Linked DNA regions of Mus musculus: all the other regions are linked to region 5. A link is a contact called in public Hi-C, HiChIP or PLAC-seq and promoter capture Hi-C data. All regions are on one chromosome and are shown on one strand. The core of a region is the stretch at or near the end of the contact, and the rest is flanking DNA. Distances in the headings are between cores, read along the strand shown.

Region 1 (2,700 bases), core at 127-2,626, 830 kb before region 5:
ATGTCACCTGTCAGAGCTCAGAAAGAGTCAAGACTCCTACTGGAGGTCAGCCCTTCCCTGATCCCAGACCTCAGATCCCAGATGAGCCTGGGTCAGATGGAGTCCTGGCCTTTGTTTCCCATAAAAGACTCAGGTGGGGACTAGCACTGAGTCTTCCCCGAAGACAGGTCTTCAATTCCCAGCAGCCAAGGGATCCTATGCTGGTGTGTAGACATACAGACAGACAAAAATCTGTACACATAAAATAAGTAAAATGCACACGTATTTATATGTAATAGTAAAAGCCTCTGTCTGTGGCTTCCCTACCTGGGCTAGGGCAGACTTTGGGAGAAGTGACATCAGAGGCCTGTGGCCTGGTTGCACTTGCTATAAAGATCAGCTTAGCTGTGGGCTAACTACAGTTCCTAGACACTAACCTTTATCCACCCCCCACCCCACCTCCCCTGCATGTAATTACTTTTAAAAGGATACAATAGTCTTGAATCTTCATTTTGTCCTTCCTATTACCATGATTAATTTTGTCTTCCCTTGTGGAAGCTTAGAAACATATAGACTTTGGAACATGAAAAAACAGGCCCAAGTCTAGATCAGCCTTCCTCCTCCTGACCCCCTCAGCCTTCCTCCTCCTGACCACACAATAAGCCACCTCCTCTAGCTACAGTTGCTGATACAATTTAAAATAATGACCACCTAGGTTTTGGTTGGCTAGAGAGCAAACACTGCCCAAAGCGACCCATTCTTTGTTAAATGAAATTGGAGGTTGCCTGTGGAGCCTCTGTTGCCTGCACCTGCCTCTGTTCTTCAAGCATTCATTATCCTTGTAGCAAGAGGCATGTGCCTCCGTGTCCAGCAAGGAGCCAGAACCAGGCTGGCTAGCAACCAAGAAATGCTTCAGTTGGAAGTTTAGTGGGAAACCCAGAGTTGCTTCTAACCCCGGTCCCAACGGTGACCTGTACCTGTCTCCGAGAACCCTTCCCCTGACTTTGAGGATTGCATCTGTCTTCTTTAAGGGAGGCGTGCAACTGCTGAGAATTTTCTGGAACGTATGTTATAATGTGAAAGGAGGACATGGACTGTGTCCTCAGATGTCACGTTCTGATTTTTCAAGTTACACTCTAGACTGGAGCGCCGAGGCCCCAAGTACGTTGTGCGACCCCAGCAGGACGCGAGGCTGAGACCCTGGGAGTCTGGTTGTGCAGGGTCAGGGTCCTGAGTGGGCTCGCTGTCCTCAGTGGGGTTAAAGGCCGAGTGCGTGATCTGCCTCAGGCCCCTCCTGGTGCTGGGGGCGATTCTCGTGCTCTAGCTGCGCTTCTCCGGGGAGGGACTTTCCTGTGGGCAAAGGGACAACCAGGAACTTGGGCTCAGTCTCCACCCCGAGACTGGGCGGGTCCTATCGGCCGGGACGAGGGTGTGGCATTCGCCGTAGTCTAGAGCCTTTCTCCGCACCAGAGGTAAGGGGCTTAGGGCAGTGGTCCGGACCTCCGCCGCGGGCTCTGGGGTCTGGGTGTGGGTCCTAGGCTCCGGGCAGGTGTCCTAGGCTCGGACCTGGAGATCTAGACTTCATTTGGGGAATCCTAGGCTGGGTCGCAGCTGGGGCCTGGAAACCTGAACTTAACCTCGGGATCCTGGGCTCGCCCGCTGTCCTAGGCTTGGACCTGGGAATCTTGGGCTCCTGCCGGTTGTCCTAGACTGTGGCTGGGGATCTTGGGCTCAGGGACCGGGTGCTGTGACCAGAGGCGGGTTCTTTGGGCCACTTGGCTCCGCGCCCTGGAAGCGTGAGGTCCCGGACCGGAGCAGCCACCTGGGAAACGTGGGGAGGAGCAGGCAGTGCCGCACGGTGCACAGCACTCCTGCAGTCCTTTGCTGAGTCAAAGCCCCCCCGGGACTCCGCACTGAGGATAAGCCACTGAGTTAACATTCTCTGAAGCTCACTCCAGCACTACTTGTGTTGCCTTTTCTTTTTGCAAGTAAGTTTGCTTTCTCGTCTTCTTAGGGCGCTCCTCGCCTCTCTTGTAGCGAACGGTCTCCACACAGTGCCTGGCGCCCAGGAATCATCTTATTCTTAGTTTTTATTCTGTGTCTGCCTGTGTCTACATTTTAACTTAGTCCTCGGTGCTTTGACCAGTTGGAGACTTTGGCGCCTAAGACAATTGGCGGTTTAACACTTTGCTGGCTCAATGTGCACCTCAAGGGTATGAAAGCCTCCATTTACTGGAGGAGCACTCTGGGCCTTAAGCAACTGCGCCTTTCATTAAAACTGGGCACTTTAGTGGATGGTGGAAGGATGGATAGGATGGCCGGTTGTTACCTATCCCTCTGCCCATCATTCCCAGACTCACTGTTTCCTTAGGTGGGAAGCAACTCCATTTATGGCCGTGAGTCCCTAGAGAACGGAGGAGAGAAGAACAAGAAGAGAGGACCAGGCATATATTCAGTTGATAGCGTGCCCCCAGCACACCAGAAGCCTTGGGTTTTATCCTTGGCTCCAAATAAATCAGGTGTACGTTTGCCTTTGAGGACAGTTTGGAGAAAATGACAGTCCCAACCCAAGCAACACCCTTTTGGAAGCTTCCCGTTTTAGATTTAAAAGGAATAGAATCTCATACTTCAGGACAATCGGTAGTTCAGGGTAATATTGGAGGGTAGTCTGGACTATTCGAGATCTGGCCTTCAAAAAAAGAAAGACCCAGCCAACAAAAA
Region 2 (2,843 bases), core at 22-2,521, 590 kb after region 5:
GGGTGGCTCTGAAGAATGAGTGAGGTCATGCACAGAAAGCTCATGAGTCAGTTGTTGGCCGACTCTTGCTGAAATTCAGCATCCATAATTATTAACCATTATCTTAATAATGAAACAAGTGTGCTGGCAGTTCTCAGAACACAACACACAGTAGGCAAGTATGAATGGATTTAGAGGTGGAAGATTAGTCCTGTGGTAGAATGCTTGTCTACTACCAACAAGGCCCTGTTTGCCTTGTTTGTATATAAGGCTAATGTTTTAGCTAGCCTGGAACTCACTATGTAGACCAGGCTGGTCTCAAACTCAAAAAGATCTTTCCTCCTCTGCCTCCCAAGTGGAAGTGCTGGGATTAAAGGTGAGCACTACTACACCTGGCCACACAAAAGTTTTAAAACCAGTGGGCACGCCTTTAATCCCAGCACTCAGTGGAGGCAGGAATTTAACAATTCGAGCCGTAATCTACATAGCAGGTTCCAGGAGAGCCAGAAGAGACTCCGTTTCCAAAAAAAAAAAAAAAAAAAAAAAAGGGAGTGGGGGAAAAATCAAAGCAGAAAAAGATTGTTTTAAGTCCCACTCCAGTGATTTCCCAGCGGCGGCTCTAGGTCATCACATATATGTAGAGAGTTGAAAATGGGAGCGCATGTGCGATTTAGGGGGTCTCTAGAGTAGGCATCTTATCTACCCTCAAATCCACGCCGAGCAGAATGGATCTTCGAAGCAGCGAGGGCTTTCAGGAGTACAGGAGCTTGCAGAAAACCCTGACACTGTCCAGGTAGAGCGCGGTGGATAGTTATGCAGAGAGGTTCGGCTCTCTAGCTTGGAGTCGCTGCCTAAACGGGGCGGGGCCATGGTGGTAACCACGCCCACCTCTCTGCAGAGGCTGCAAGCGGCCTTCGTCCCTAGCCCCCTCCATTTCTTCCTTTGCAGTTCCGCACTGTGCACAAGCGAATCCGGTCGTGATTAAGGCATGGCCAGATCTCAATCCTCTCCCCCAACACACGCAGAGGCCGCGCCCTTCTGCACCGGTCACCTTTTAGAAGAGCAGCGGGAGCTTGAGGTTCCCCCAGAGGGGCTGGGCCAGTGAGAAAGCCCCGCCCACATCTTTGCAGAGGCCGCGCCCCTCTCTGGGTTTCTTTAGCTCTTAGGCAGCTATATGCTGGTGGAACTGGGGGCGGGGCCTGGCCTGGGCCTAGGCGGGGCGTGACGTCGCGGGGCGGCCGGCCGCCCGGGAGGCGGGGCGGCGGGGAGGCGGCGGCCCGCTTGGCCCAGGCCAGCCCGCAGCTGCGGCGGTCGGTGCGCTGCAGGCGGCGCGGGGGAGCCGGCTCCTGACAGCATCCCGCGGCTGCCACGTCTGTCACTCTGTCCCAGGGTCCGCCATGGCTCTGGTGCGGGACCCTGAGCCGGCGGCCGGATCCTCCCGCTGGCTGCCCACGCATGTCCAGGTGACCGTGCTGCGGGCCAGCGGGTTGAGGGGCAAGAGCTCGGGCGCCGGCAGCACCAGCGACGCGTACACGGTGATCCAGGTGGGCCGAGAGAAGTACAGCACCTCGGTAGTGGAGAAGACGCAAGGCTGCCCGGAATGGTGCGAAGAGTGTTCGTTCGAGCTACCGCCTGGAGCCCTGGACGGCCTGCTGCGGGCACAGGAGGCAGATGCGGGCCCTGCGCCCTGGGCCTCCGGCCCCAACGCCGCCTGCGAGCTCGTGCTCACCACCATGCATCGCTCACTCATCGGCGTGGACAAGTTTCTGGGCCGGGCAACCGTAGCTCTGGACGAGGTCTTCCGCGCAGGCCGCGCCCAGCACACGCAGTGAGTCTGGGGCGCTGGGAGCAGGGACAAAAACGGTTGAAGGCCTAACCGGGCGGGGCTGGTTGGGACGTCTGGACCCGGTCCTCCCACTCAAGGACACAAACCCGTATACTGTTTGTTACTTCTCATTCAGCCTTCTGCCCTCCCCAATTCCCCCTGACTGTCTCCCCAGCAGCCTGGTGGGCCTGGAAGGCCTGATGGAGTTGGTGTAGTGACCAAGCGTTGGCAGTACATGGCCAAGGAAAGTTCGGAATGGGATTCTGAGGCTGTGGGAATTCAAGAAGGGAAATTTAAAGACTTCAGGGTCTGCCTTCTTTTCCTCAAAGAGGTGACTAGCCTGTAGGTAGTGGAGAGGAAGTCTCACCTTGTAGAAGCAGGAAGGTGAGGTGTTATCTTCCAAGGCAAGATTGAAGGGAGACACCCCAGCCTTCCCAGGGGTTACACAGGACACTTGGCCTTTGAACGTTCAGGGATACACCTCACCGTATAGACGTACTCTGTGACTCTGTCTTAGGGTACCAGGACTGAGAGCATTGGCCCACCTCGGAGTAAAGAAGGGTACATTTGAATCAGCTTGGGTCAGTGGGACAGTGGTTATAATGCCCTCAGTTCTCCGGATTATTTTCTCTAGAAAGGATAGGAAAAGTTCTTATTGTTTTGTTTTGTTTCGAGACAGGGTCTTTCTACGTAGCGCTGTCTGTCCTGGAACATGCTATGTAGACCTGGCTGCCTTTGAACTCAGAGATTCTACTGTCTCTGCCTCCCCAATGCTGGGTTCAAAGGCCAGAGACACCAAAGCCTGGGAAGGGTAGGAGGTTAAACATTTATTTTGTCAGAGTGTGTCCTTTGTAGGGTTAAGATCAAAACCTAAGATTTGTCTTTGCTGTGGTGGCACACACCTTTAACGCCATCATTTGAGAGACAGAGCTGTGTGTATTTCTGTATTCCAGGCCAGCCAGGCTACACAGAGAAACCCTGCCTTGAAGACCAAACCAAATAAACAAAATAAAAGACCTAAGACTTGGATCACCTTTTC
Region 3 (2,700 bases), core at 105-2,604, 530 kb after region 5:
AATGAAGTCAAAACCATAGCATTTTGCATATATCAACTGGCAAAGGCACCTAGTGAGAAAACAGTGCCAGAGAGAACAAAAGCCTGTCTGCAGCGAAGCCAGCAGAGACCTTTGCTCTCAGGACTGAGAAGATACAACATAAAGGAGCCATACAGAAGGATTTGGTTGAGTGAAGTGCGCCCCCCACCCCAAAACTCTTATTGATCAACTCCTTGGGTTTGTAGGTTTTTAGACCAGGCTGGCCTTGAACTCAAATCCGCCTGCCTCTGCCTCCCAAATGCTGGGATTAAAGGCGTGCACCACCACGCCCGGCTATCAATCAACTCTTTAACCAAGTAGAAATGGGACCGCTGATACTAAAGATGTACTGAAAACATGTATTAAAAGAAAACGTGGGATGGAGGTGGGGTGTTTCAGCCACAAGGCCCATTAACCAGCACTTGGGTGTTGGTAGATGAGTTCAAGTCCAGCCTCAAGAACAATTTGGAGTGTTTTTTTTTTTTTTTTTTGCCTTTACTTATGTGAATTTTCTATTCTACAGGGAATAAAACACGATTAATAGAGCCGATCATACTGGCACAAGTCTTTAATCTCAGCACTGGTGAGGCAGAGCAGCCTGGTTTACATAGTGAGTTCTAGGACTGCTGGAGTTACAAAATGAGACCCCGTCTCAAAACAAAACAAAAACAAAAAGCACAACAACAGAAGCAACAAAAAAGAACCATAATACGAATCACGAAATCATGTCATTCTCTTGCTTAAAACCCTTCAGGAGAAGTGCTCGGTGTGTAGGTTCTGGTCCAAGTTCCCTAGCTCTCTTTCCAAGTCTCCACCCATACCTTAGTCAGAAGGGTCGCTGGGGAGCCCAGTCTGCTTCATACCTCCGTTCCCTCGGCTAAGTACTCCCCTCACTACCGCCAGAATAGTAGCTAACTAAGCCCCAGCCTAACCAAGATAGCCTTGGCTTTAATCTGGCCCAGGATATCCCTCAACCCCAGGTCTACCCAGAGCCTCAACTCCACCCAGGACAGCAGCAGCACGGCCACCCGCCAGTGGACCGGGCTTTCCTCCCTCCCCCCGCGCGATATCGCCACGAGCCTGGGCACGAGGACCGACTCTGCACCCCGGGCCCAAGCAGCAACCAGACTGGCGCCGAGGGGCCCGGACTCCAGAATGTGAGCGTGGGTTCCCCCGCGTGGCTCTCCGGGCCCGGTCCGACCTGGCCTCACCTTGATGCTGTCCACATAACGGACTTCCACGGAACCCCGGGCACGGTCCGCCACGCCCACGCAGAAGGAGAACACGTCGCACATGGAGGCCGCCATCTTGGGCACGCCTCTGCCTTCTGACCCTTGACCCCGTCCCGGGAGGCCCCGCCCACAGAGCCAGCGAGCGCTCCCTTCCCCACCTTACCCCGCCCTGGGACGTGGCTAGCAATTCAAGGCTTTTGGTGTCTTGGTTGCTTGATTGGGTGGAACCTGGCCTGACTTTGTGCTTGGACTTCTGGTAGACTGTGTCTGACTCGGTAGCTTATGTCGGATGGACAGCATGAATGACGGCTGATGGAGTAGCTCAGGGGAAGACCCCCTACTCCCCACCCCCCACCCTCCAGCCTATCCTAGCTGTGTTCTTAAGTGTCCATAGTTGCTCTTCCCACTGTCTGGTGTTTGAGACAGGGTCTCACTATGTATCCCAGGCTGGCCAAAAGTTTGCAGCCCTCTTCCTGCTTAAGCAGCCCCTCGTCATTACCTCCAACACCGAACAAAGTTTTTAGACCCAGAGAAGACTGTCTTATTTTTGCTTTGACCCTCCATCCTGGTTGGATGCTGGGCTCACTCGGTTTAAAATTTTTCCCTCCCTCTGGTGGCAACATTTTTATTCTATGTTTGGGAGAGATTTGCTTTGAACACATGAGTGCAGAACTTTGAGCCACAACACTGCTTAAAACCAGCATTCCGACTATGCCTATAACCTCTGCATTCAGGAGGTGAGGGCAGGGAGGACCAGAAGTTCAAGGTCAACCCTCAACTACGTAGTGAGTACATGAAACCTGTCTGAAAGAGAAATGCACGTGATACTCTAGCCGAGGATCCTGGTTTGGTTTCCAATACTGGTTTCCAACTATCTGTAACTCCAGTTCTGGGGGCTCTGATGACCCCTCTTCCAACCTCCTCAGGCACCAGGCAGGCACATAGATACATAAAGGCAAATCAATCACATGCATAAAGTTAAAAAAGAAAAAGAAGAAAAAATGATTTCCTTTTTCTATAAATAACTAGGTTGGATCAGTGCCTCAGAGTAGTTGGGGACTTTCTTGACATTGCAGAGTGTGGTTTATGGAGCAGTAATAAATGGACCTCACATATGAGGACCCCTTAAGTAGACACAAAAAATGAATGTACACGAGGCTGGGAGAGAGGACAGGTCTATTTCTGCAACTAGACCTGACTACTATACCTTTTATTGTTTTGTGTCCCAGTTGACTATTCCAGTTGACAGGGGACCTGTGTCTGCTCTGCTATCGTTTCATAGTGACTTTAGGGGGTGGGGGAGATAACTTAGTAATTGTTTAGTAAGTGATTGAGTTTTTGTCTTTTTTTTTTTAAGACAAGTTCTCTCTTGGTGGGGAGGGGGGCATTGCATTTGATACAATGTTTCTCTGTGTAGCCTTGACTGTCCTGGAACTCACTCTGAACAGGC
Region 4 (2,912 bases), core at 119-2,618, 890 kb after region 5:
AGAGAAGAACGACCATGGAGTTCTCAGTCCCAATGGTTACATCTACAACACAACTCCTGCACCCAAGACTCAGGAAACATTTCTGAAGAGAGGGTCAGAAAGATTTCAAAGCCAGAGGATCAGGAAATGTGCTGTGAGATTGTGTTTCCTAAAAACTACAGGGAAGATTCACCTATGAACTACAGGCAAGTAAAGGAGAGAGAGAGAGAGAAAGAGAGTCTTTCTCTATGGGAGCCCTCTATGCTGGTTATCCAATGCCAAGTGGCCAGCCTTGAAATCACATATATGCAACACTGAACAACTCAGTAGCTTGTAACTGTATATTTATGTGTAGACACACATCCACATCTTCACACACAATTAGAGAAGAGAAGGCCAGGATTTTGGGGTGGGAGGTGAGGGGTGCATAGGTAGACTGGAAGGAAGAAAAAGGAATGTAGAAAAACGATGTAATTTTATTTTAATAATAAAAAAAGGCCAAATGTGGTGGTAGATGTCTTTAAATACAGAACTTTGGAGGGCTGAGGCAGGTAGGTATCTGTGAGTTCAGGGCCAATCTTATCTACATAATGAATTTCAATTCTATCTAGGACTACATAATGGGACCTTTTCTCAAGAGAAAAAAAGAAAAGAAAAGAAAGCTGGTTGTGGTGGGTCTTGCTCATAGGAAATGATTAAGAGGTGGAGGCAGAAACAGCCAGTACTGAAAACATACATTCAAGTTACATTATACAAACTGAACATATTTAGGTATATATTTATATGCATATATGCATACAATAACAGTGAATAGAGGGGCCATGAATTTGAAGAGGAGTGGGGAAGGGGTATGTAGGAGGCTTTGAAGGGAGGAAAGGGAAAGGAGAAATCTTATAATTATATTATAATCTAAAAAAAAAAAAAAAAGAAGAAGAAGAAGTGGAAACAGGATGATCATGAGTGCAAGGCCAGCCTGGGCTTCATATTAGGGGCTGGAGAGAAGACTCAGCTGATAAACACTGAACACTGTGGTTCTTCCCTGCACCTACTAGTGACATCACAACCATCTGTAACTCCAGTCCCAGGTGATCTGACACCTTCTGCTGATTTCCTTGGGTACCATGCATACATGTAGTGCACAGATATACATACAAGCAAAATACACATAAACGATTTTAAAAAAATGTGCTGGGTTAGTACCACTGCCTGATTTGATGTCACTGTATACATGTGTCGTAAAGCTCTGCATCTATATCAAAGTAGAGGCAATTTGCGCAGATTCAGTGTGTGTGAATGGGCAGAATCCAGTTCAGCCTGACCCAGAGAACTACGAATCCCAGTGGGCTGCGCGCGACGCTCGCGGCCCGGCTGACGCCAGGGGGCGTGGCATCCGAGGGCGGGGTCGCGCTGCGGGGTGCTGGCCCAGCGGCCGCAGATCCTGGGCAGAGGGATCGTGGGGTACTCGCTGAGAGAGGGCCGCGCGGCAGCGCCCTGCGATGGAGCGGGCGAAGATGGCGGAGGAGAGCCTGGAGACGGCGGCGGAGCACGAGCGGATCCTGAGGGAGATCGAGAGCACAGACACGGCCTGCATCGGGCCCACGCTCAGGTACTGGGGCGGGGCCGGGTCGGCTGGAGCAGGCGGAGCGCGGCGGCTGGCTGTGGGGAGAGTCGCGGGTGTCCCGCGTCCTGGGCGAGGCCCTGCTGGGGAGCTACTCTGAGGAGAAAGGGTGAGGCGCGGCTCTACTGGGCCGCCGCTCCCTTTGGTTAGCTGCTCTTCAGTCAGGAGCAAGCGCCGGCTCTGCGCGCTGTGGAACTGCCCATCACAGGTCCTCCGAGAGCGTCCCGGTTTTCTCGGTCCTGGAGGAAGTGTCCTCCCACCTTCCCTCGCCTGAGAGCCCAGTTCGTGAGGACGACCCAGTCCAGGTGTAGTCTCAGGACCTTGCCACTACCTGGACATGCTCTGTGCTCCCTCCCCTGACACCTTCTCCGAGAGCTTCCACCTGCATTGCCCGTGGAGATGTCAGGACGTACCCGGCCTTTCTCGGCTTACTTACCTTGCACTTGTTACACAGAGCGTGAGGCATTGTGTGAGTTAATGTGCAAACACATCTATGGAAGCCGTTGAGCAATCCTACCGCTGGGGTACAGTTACCGTTCCCTCTGTATCAGACGAGATGCCTGGAAGAGGAGTGACTTATCCAAGGTCGCAGAGGAAGGGAAATGGGTTTCTTGTTCCCAGCTCAGACACTGCACTGAACACCCTGCCTTTCCGTCTTTTTAATTTTTTTGTGGTGTTGTGGATGGAACACAATGTCTTGCAGTGTGCCAGGCAAGCCCTCTTCAGCTGAACTGTGCACAGCCCACAGATTCTTCGCTACTTTTGTTCTGCCTTAGTTGCGGATTGCCATCTGCTGTACTTCCTGTTGAAAATTATTCAGCAAGCCCAATTTTGAACACCCCCCCCCTCAGTTTCCTGGTGTCCTAGAACTAGTTCCTTCCAATCCTTTCCTGTAGTACTTTCTGGTCTCTGTTCAGTACATGAGTTGAAAATCATCTTTACCCCTCCTTGTACAATATATATCAATGCGCCTCCCTCCATAGAGCATCACTAATCAGTGTTGGCATTTTCATGGGGAGAGTTGTCCCTGTCACGAGTGACCAAGACTGGGACTTTTACTTTTAGCTTCACTTGCACAGCATTCTTCTCCAGGCTCCATTTTTGGTGCCAAGCAAGTTTTCTCAGTGTCATTCCTGGAAATAACTGTCCTTAATAGTTTGTCTTTCCTCCCCTCTGCCCACCCCCACAACCCAGAGCCTTGGAATGCCACACAATGCTCTTCCACTGAATTGAACCCCATCTTTCCCCCTGCCCCAGGTGATTTTTAACTCCCGTTTCTTATTGTGCCAGTTCTTTCACAGAGTTGATTCCTTTT
Region 5 (2,781 bases), core at 141-2,640:
GAGGAATTTCAATATTGGAATGGTTTAAAAAAAAAAAAAAAGTTGGGGGGGGGGTTGGAGAGAAGGCTCAGCAGTTAAGAGCATCGACTGCTCTTCTGAAGGTTGTGAGTTCAAATCCCAGCAATTTCATTTCTACATGGTGGCTCACAACCATCTGTAATAAGATCGGATACCCTCTTCTGGTGTGTCTGAAGACAGCTACAGTGTACTTACATATAATAAATAAATAAATCTTAAAAAAAAAAGTTGGACCGGGCCATGGTGGTGCATGCCTTTAATCCCAGCACTTGGGAGGCAGAGGCAGGCAGATTTCTGAGTCCGAGGCCAGCCTGGTCTACAGAGTGAGTTCCAGGACATTCAGGGCTACACGGAGAAACCCTGTCTCGAAAAAGAAAAAAAAAAGTTGGTATTTTTAATTATGTTGGTTATAATAAGTGTCCTGTGTCATTCAAAATTAGGAAGAATATGTATGTTTCCCTGCCTGTGACACTATACACACATATATGGATGGAGAAATATGTTAAATATATCAAATAAGGAGAAATATGTTGTATAAAACTTTTGATTTATTTCTTTTTGGCGGAAAAAAAAGATACACCCGTGTGAAAGCAAATATCATGTATATACAAAATGTAAACAATTGACAACGTTCACGAAGAATGCAGGGATCAGAGGGTTGGGGCTGGATTGTCTGTTCCTCATTTGGAGCAGTTCGGGTGGCGCTATGAGACCCCAACTTAGAGCGTTTCTCCCTGGAAGGTAAAGCCCCTGGATGTTCCCCAAGCTTGTTTTCCCTGATCTTTAAAAATACAGCTAGAAAGAAGCTCTTTGTTCTCTATAGCCAGCAAAAAGCCTTTTTGTTTCTATACTGTACAACCAGAGATGCCTGCCTTCCTGTGCCGAGGACACGGAGATAAAAATTCAGAAAGAACTCACTCCCCACTCCTGCCTTGTAAATTTCACCAAGGACGCCCAGAAGAGCTCTTCCCAACTCCTCCCACTTCTCCTCCCAACTCCTCCCAACTCTCCTCCCAACTCCTCCTACCTCCTCAGCTAGCTGTTAAAAGTCCCCTAATGTCACCGCTCGGGGTTGAACTCCTCTGCCCTGCACGACAGAGGGACTTCTCCTCAGCTAGCTGATAATAAAACCTCTTGCAGTTTGCATCAGGTGCATCTTTTCTCTCGAGATGTTGGGGTGTTGGCCAGTTCATCCCAGGACTTGAGCAGAGGCCCAGCATCGGGGGTCTTACAGCGCTAGCAATTATTCACATAGCTACAAAACCGGCCTCCAGCTAAGTGCAGCACAGTCGAAACCGAAGGCAGGCTGACAAACCCTACTTTCAGTGCGACGTGTGTCGTCAGCACGGCGGGGCAAGGCGCATGCGCCCTAGCGAGACGTCGACGCGTCGCGTTCCTTTGCGGGCGCCTCTGGATCCCGCGGCCTCTTCTGGCCTCCCTGAAGTCGCCACTTTGGCCGCTCTGGCACGCCTGGCGTTGGGTGGGCGGCATCTCTGCGCCCACATGAACCAGCATTATGGCCGACATGGTCGTGGACGGGGCCGGGACTTTGCTGCCTGTGCCCCACCCAAGAAGAAGGGCAGAAACCACATCCCCGAAAGGTAAGCGCTTTGGTTCCGGGCTTGGCGTTCCGGCTGCCTCGGTGGCCTCGAGTCTCCGAGTGTTCCCTGGCCTCGCGCCCCGCCGCCTCCCAGGGTCCTCCGCGCCGAACCCCACCACACCTCCCCACCCCGCATTCTGGGGTCTTGGGTCTGTCCCGACAGGACTCTGTGGAGCTCGGGCCTGGGCGGAAGTGCGCGGTGGGGCGCGGCTGCCTGTATTGAGGCGTCCCTTGATCTCCGAAGCCACAGGCTTCTGCTTGTGTAGGCGCTGTGCCAGGATCCGGCCCGAGCTGTCGACACCCTTCACTCGGTACCGGCTCGAGGGGTTCTCTTGCTTTCAGGATTCGGAAAGCGGAGGTGTCCTTTGAGGGAGTTAACCCTGCCTGGGCCAAGGGCTAGTTTTAGGATTTTGCTCACTGGTGCAATGAACCCTTTACTTGCGGCTGTTTGCTTCCCCTCTCCGATTTCATCTCCACAAAAAACGTGGCTAGACCGGCCTCTCCCCTTCCTAGAATTCATCAAATCCTTTTTTTTTTTTTTTAATCTCCACAAATAAACAATACCTAAAACTCAGGATCGACAGAATGCTCTGCCCCGACTTCCCGGACTTCAGTAAGCACTTCTTTTTTATGTCTACAAATGAGCACTATCTAAAATTCAGGATGGACGTGATGGCCTCTCTCCCTTCCCAGAGTGGATATCTTTAGATCCTGTCAGCTAACCTCCAACATCATCCCAGTGTAGAACTTGCCTGACAGCTTGCAGAAGACAGCTGTCTGTCCACTGGACAATCCATTTTTAACATACCTTCTATAGTTAACTATTTAACTATTAATTACTAAGTAAAGTATAAGTAAGTTATAAATAAATTGTTTATTGATATTTTAATGTAGCTTATTTCATTATTAAATTATCTATTGGATATAAAATTGTTAACTAAAAATTAAAAATAATTTTAGCTATTGCTTATTTGTGGAGATAAAGCAAGATAAATATCAAGTAGTAATTGTGAGACAGCTCATAGATGTAAGATAAAGCTTGACTTTAAGAATAAAAACCTTCGGGGCAGTTCCAGGACAGCCAGGGCTACACAGAGAAACCCTGTCTTGAAAAATAAAAACAAAAAAAAAGAATAAGAAGCCAACTTCTTGTCATGGTCTGT
Region 6 (2,700 bases), core at 25-2,524, 560 kb before region 5:
CAAGGGAATTAACTTTCTTCCAAAAGCACCTCTTGCTGTTTCATCCTATGGGAAATTCTGAGACTGATGAAAGGCACATTCTAGAGCTTTCAGACCCGGCCCAATTTTTCGATGGCGACACGTGTCGCCATTTTGTTGGGAAACATGGCCGCCAGCCCTCCCCGCTCGGGGGTGGGGTGGCGGTGGGGTGAGGAACGCCACGCTGGTCCTTTCGGCCAAGTATTAAACAACACGTTCCTTCACACGACCTCCTCCAGGCTGACTATGGCGGCGGCACGAGGAGCCGGCAAAGAAAGCACAAGGCGCTCTCCAGCGTCTCGAGGGCCATTTCCCGGCGGGAGGCCTCGGTCAGGGCGACCTCCCAAGATGGCGGCGGCGCCCAGGCTTGGCCGCCTCCCGAAAGCGTGGTCCAGGCGGCGGGCGAGCCAGCGCGGACATGCGGGGGGCCATGCCGGCACGCCGTCAGTGCGCACCGCTCCTCTAAGGTCTCGGGAACTATCGTGGGACATAAAACACGAGGGCAGGAGGTAGCGCCTCCGAGGGCTTCCCTAACCGGAGCCGACCAAGTGCAAACAAAGCATTATGTAAGTGGACGCCATTCCAGCGGCCCCCGTTCCTAACGCCACTAGCCCGAGCGGCACTCGCCGGGGCGGGTGACTCTCGCTCGAGTCTCTCTGCGTCGCGGACGCAGCCGCCGGACGGAGGCCAAGGTGGGGGCTGGGACCAGGCGCCCGGACGCCGGGGACGAAGGGGCCCCACGTGCCCAGCAGAGCGCGTGCACAGCCGCCGGGCCGCGCCTCGCCTCGCCGCCCCTCCCCCCACGGAAGCCAACGCGGGCCGCTCGCGCCCCCCCTCGCTGCCGCGCATGCGCCCTGGTCCCCTCCCGCGCACGTTTTCGACCCGCGGCGGCCTAGCTCCCGCCTGCAGCGGCCTCCGCCGATGCCTGTATCGCTCCGCCATCGAATCCTTGGGCGGACCGGGAAACAATTATCTGTCCCCGGCACAAAACCAGTATATTTTCCCAGTCCCCTGCCGGAGCCGCTAGGGTTAACAAAACACGTGCTCCCTCTCAATCTCTGCCGGGTCCCCAGTTTTGCCCACGTTGTCCGTTTTCAACCCGACGGCGGTGCCACCGGGTTATTTTTCTCAAGGGTCGCGCGCGCTGGCGCAGTCTTGTGACCTAAAAAAGCCGGTCCTCTTTTTTTTCTCCTAGGGGTCCTGCGCGGAAAGCACTTCCGGGGTCAGAGGGTACGCGGGGTTGAAAGCGGGCTTCCCGCCCCGCCCAGACCGCCGAGGCTGCCGCCGGAGTCGCCACCGCCGCGCCCTCGCCCACCCGCCCGTCGACCGCTCCCGGTCCCGCTCGCCCCCGTCGCCGCCGCCGCCAGTCCTGCGACGCCGCCGCGGCCTCCCGCCCGCGCCCGCCCGCTCCTGCGGCCCCCCGCTCGCCTCGCGCCGGCAGTTCGGGCCTACTCCTCCCCTCCCCCGCCAGCCGCCCAGGACTTGACCACGTAACGAGCCCAACTCCCGAACGCCGCCCGCCGCTCGCCATGGACGCCGGTGTGACTGAAAGCGGACTCAACGTGACTCTCACCATTCGGCTGCTGATGCACGGAAAGGAAGTAGGCAGCATCATCGGGAAGAAAGGGGAGTCGGTGAAGAGGATCCGCGAGGAGAGCGGCGCGCGGATCAACATCTCGGAGGGGAACTGCCCGGAGAGGATCATCACGCTGACTGGGCCTACCAATGCCATCTTTAAGGCCTTCGCCATGATCATCGACAAGCTGGAGGAAGATATCAACAGCTCCATGACCAACAGTACGGCGGCCAGCAGGCCCCCGGTCACACTTCGGCTGGTCGTGCCCGCCACCCAGTGTGGCTCCCTGATCGGCAAGGGCGGCTGCAAGATCAAGGAGATCCGCGAGAGCACCGGGGCCCAGGTCCAGGTGGCGGGGGATATGCTGCCCAACTCGACCGAGCGGGCTATCACTATCGCCGGCGTGCCGCAGTCCGTCACCGAGTGTGTGAAGCAGATCTGCCTGGTCATGCTGGAGACGCTCTCCCAGTCTCCACAGGGGAGAGTCATGACCATCCCGTACCAGCCCATGCCGGCCAGCTCGCCAGTCATCTGCGCGGGCGGCCAAGATCGCTGCAGCGACGCGGCGGGCTACCCCCACGCCACCCACGACCTGGAGGGACCACCTCTAGACGCCTACTCGATTCAAGGACAACACACCATTTCTCCGCTGGATCTGGCCAAGCTGAACCAGGTGGCAAGACAACAGTCTCACTTTGCCATGATGCACGGCGGGACGGGATTCGCCGGAATTGACTCCAGCTCTCCAGAGGTGAAAGGCTATTGGGCAAGTTTGGATGCATCTACTCAAACCACCCATGAACTCACCATTCCAAATAACTTAATCGGCTGCATAATCGGGCGCCAAGGCGCCAACATCAATGAGATCCGCCAGATGTCCGGGGCCCAGATCAAAATTGCCAACCCGGTGGAAGGCTCTTCTGGAAGGCAGGTCACTATTACTGGCTCGGCTGCCAGTATTAGCCTGGCCCAGTATCTAATCAATGCCAGGCTTTCCTCTGAGAAGGGGATGGGGTGCAGCTAGAACAGCGTAGGTTCGCTCGTAACCCCCTTCCTGCTGTTTCCCATGATCCAACTGTGTAATTTCTGGTCGGTAATTCCAGGTT

The links. Promoter capture Hi-C pulls out the DNA fragments that hold promoters and counts their contacts. A called contact is a pair of places that touch in the nucleus more often than the background predicts. HiChIP or PLAC-seq counts read pairs in DNA pulled down with a chosen protein or histone mark. Capture Hi-C pulls out chosen DNA fragments and counts their contacts.
Region 1: a contact with region 5 is called in a promoter capture Hi-C map of liver, with 3 times the contacts expected there. The contact joins the promoter of Anxa4 here to the promoter of Dusp11 in region 5. A contact is called at or near these places in 1 of 39 promoter capture datasets (liver) and 1 of 9 other capture datasets (adipose tissue).
Region 2: a contact with region 5 is called in a promoter capture Hi-C map of liver. The contact joins the promoter of Rab11fip5 here to the promoter of Dusp11 in region 5. A contact is called at or near these places in 7 of 39 promoter capture datasets (3T3-L1-derived adipocytes, the C10 cell line, cranial neural crest and 4 more), 1 of 484 Hi-C or Micro-C datasets (nephron progenitors), 4 of 115 datasets of contacts at active chromatin or transcription factors (bone marrow-derived macrophages, extraembryonic endoderm stem cells, memory CD8 T cells and 1 more) and 2 of 9 other capture datasets (adipose tissue and liver).
Region 3: a Hi-C map of B cells shows a contact between it and region 5, with 15 read pairs. The contact joins the promoter of Smyd5 here to the promoter of Dusp11 in region 5. A contact is called at or near these places in 9 of 39 promoter capture datasets (the 3T3-L1 cell line, 3T3-L1-derived adipocytes, the C10 cell line and 5 more), 4 of 484 Hi-C or Micro-C datasets (B cells, CD4 T cells, LSK cells and 1 more), 6 of 115 datasets of contacts at active chromatin or transcription factors (the SCID.adh cell line, extraembryonic endoderm stem cells, forebrain and 3 more) and 2 of 9 other capture datasets (adipose tissue and liver).
Region 4: a contact with region 5 is called in a promoter capture Hi-C map of hippocampal neurons, with 5 times the contacts expected there. The contact joins the promoter of Exoc6b here to the promoter of Dusp11 in region 5. A contact is called at or near these places in 2 of 39 promoter capture datasets (cranial neural crest and hippocampal neurons) and 1 of 9 other capture datasets (pancreatic islet).
Region 6: an H3K27ac HiChIP or PLAC-seq map of extraembryonic endoderm stem cells shows a contact between it and region 5. The contact joins the promoter of Pcbp1 here to the promoter of Dusp11 in region 5. A contact is called at or near these places in 2 of 484 Hi-C or Micro-C datasets (CD8 T cells and embryonic stem cells) and 2 of 115 datasets of contacts at active chromatin or transcription factors (extraembryonic endoderm stem cells and memory CD8 T cells).

What each region holds. Positions count from the first base shown.
Region 1 is chr6:86,792,260-86,794,959 of GRCm38.p6, reverse strand. It overlaps Anxa4 (annexin A4), which reads left to right and starts at 1,376. Exons shown (of 13, transcript NM_013471.2): 1 at 1,376-1,451.
Region 2 is chr6:85,373,062-85,375,904 of GRCm38.p6, reverse strand. Rab11fip5 (RAB11 family interacting protein 5 (class I)) reads left to right here and starts at 1,271. Exons shown (of 6, transcript NM_001003955.2): 1 at 1,271-1,807. The coding sequence starts at 1,377. It overlaps 4933423K11Rik (a long non-coding RNA gene), which reads right to left and starts at 1,051. Exons shown (of 4, transcript XR_869208.2): 1 at 683-1,051.
Region 3 is chr6:85,430,630-85,433,329 of GRCm38.p6, reverse strand. It overlaps Smyd5 (SET and MYND domain containing 5), which reads right to left and starts at 1,354. Exons shown (of 13, transcript NM_144918.2): 1 at 1,230-1,354. The coding sequence starts at 1,325.
Region 4 is chr6:85,067,969-85,070,880 of GRCm38.p6, reverse strand. Exoc6b (exocyst complex component 6B) reads left to right here and starts at 1,368. Exons shown (of 22, transcript NM_177077.2): 1 at 1,368-1,585. The coding sequence starts at 1,476.
Region 5 is chr6:85,960,276-85,963,056 of GRCm38.p6, reverse strand. It overlaps Dusp11 (dual specificity phosphatase 11 (RNA/RNP complex 1-interacting)), which reads left to right and starts at 1,390. Exons shown (of 9, transcript NM_028099.4): 1 at 1,390-1,619. The coding sequence starts at 1,522.
Region 6 is chr6:86,524,763-86,527,462 of GRCm38.p6, reverse strand. Pcbp1 (poly(rC) binding protein 1) reads left to right here and starts at 1,274. Exons shown (of 1, transcript NM_011865.4): 1 at 1,274-2,700. The coding sequence starts at 1,548. The coding sequence ends at 2,618. 1600020E01Rik (RIKEN cDNA 1600020E01 gene) reads right to left here and starts at 133. Exons shown (of 5, transcript NR_037960.1): 1 at 30-133.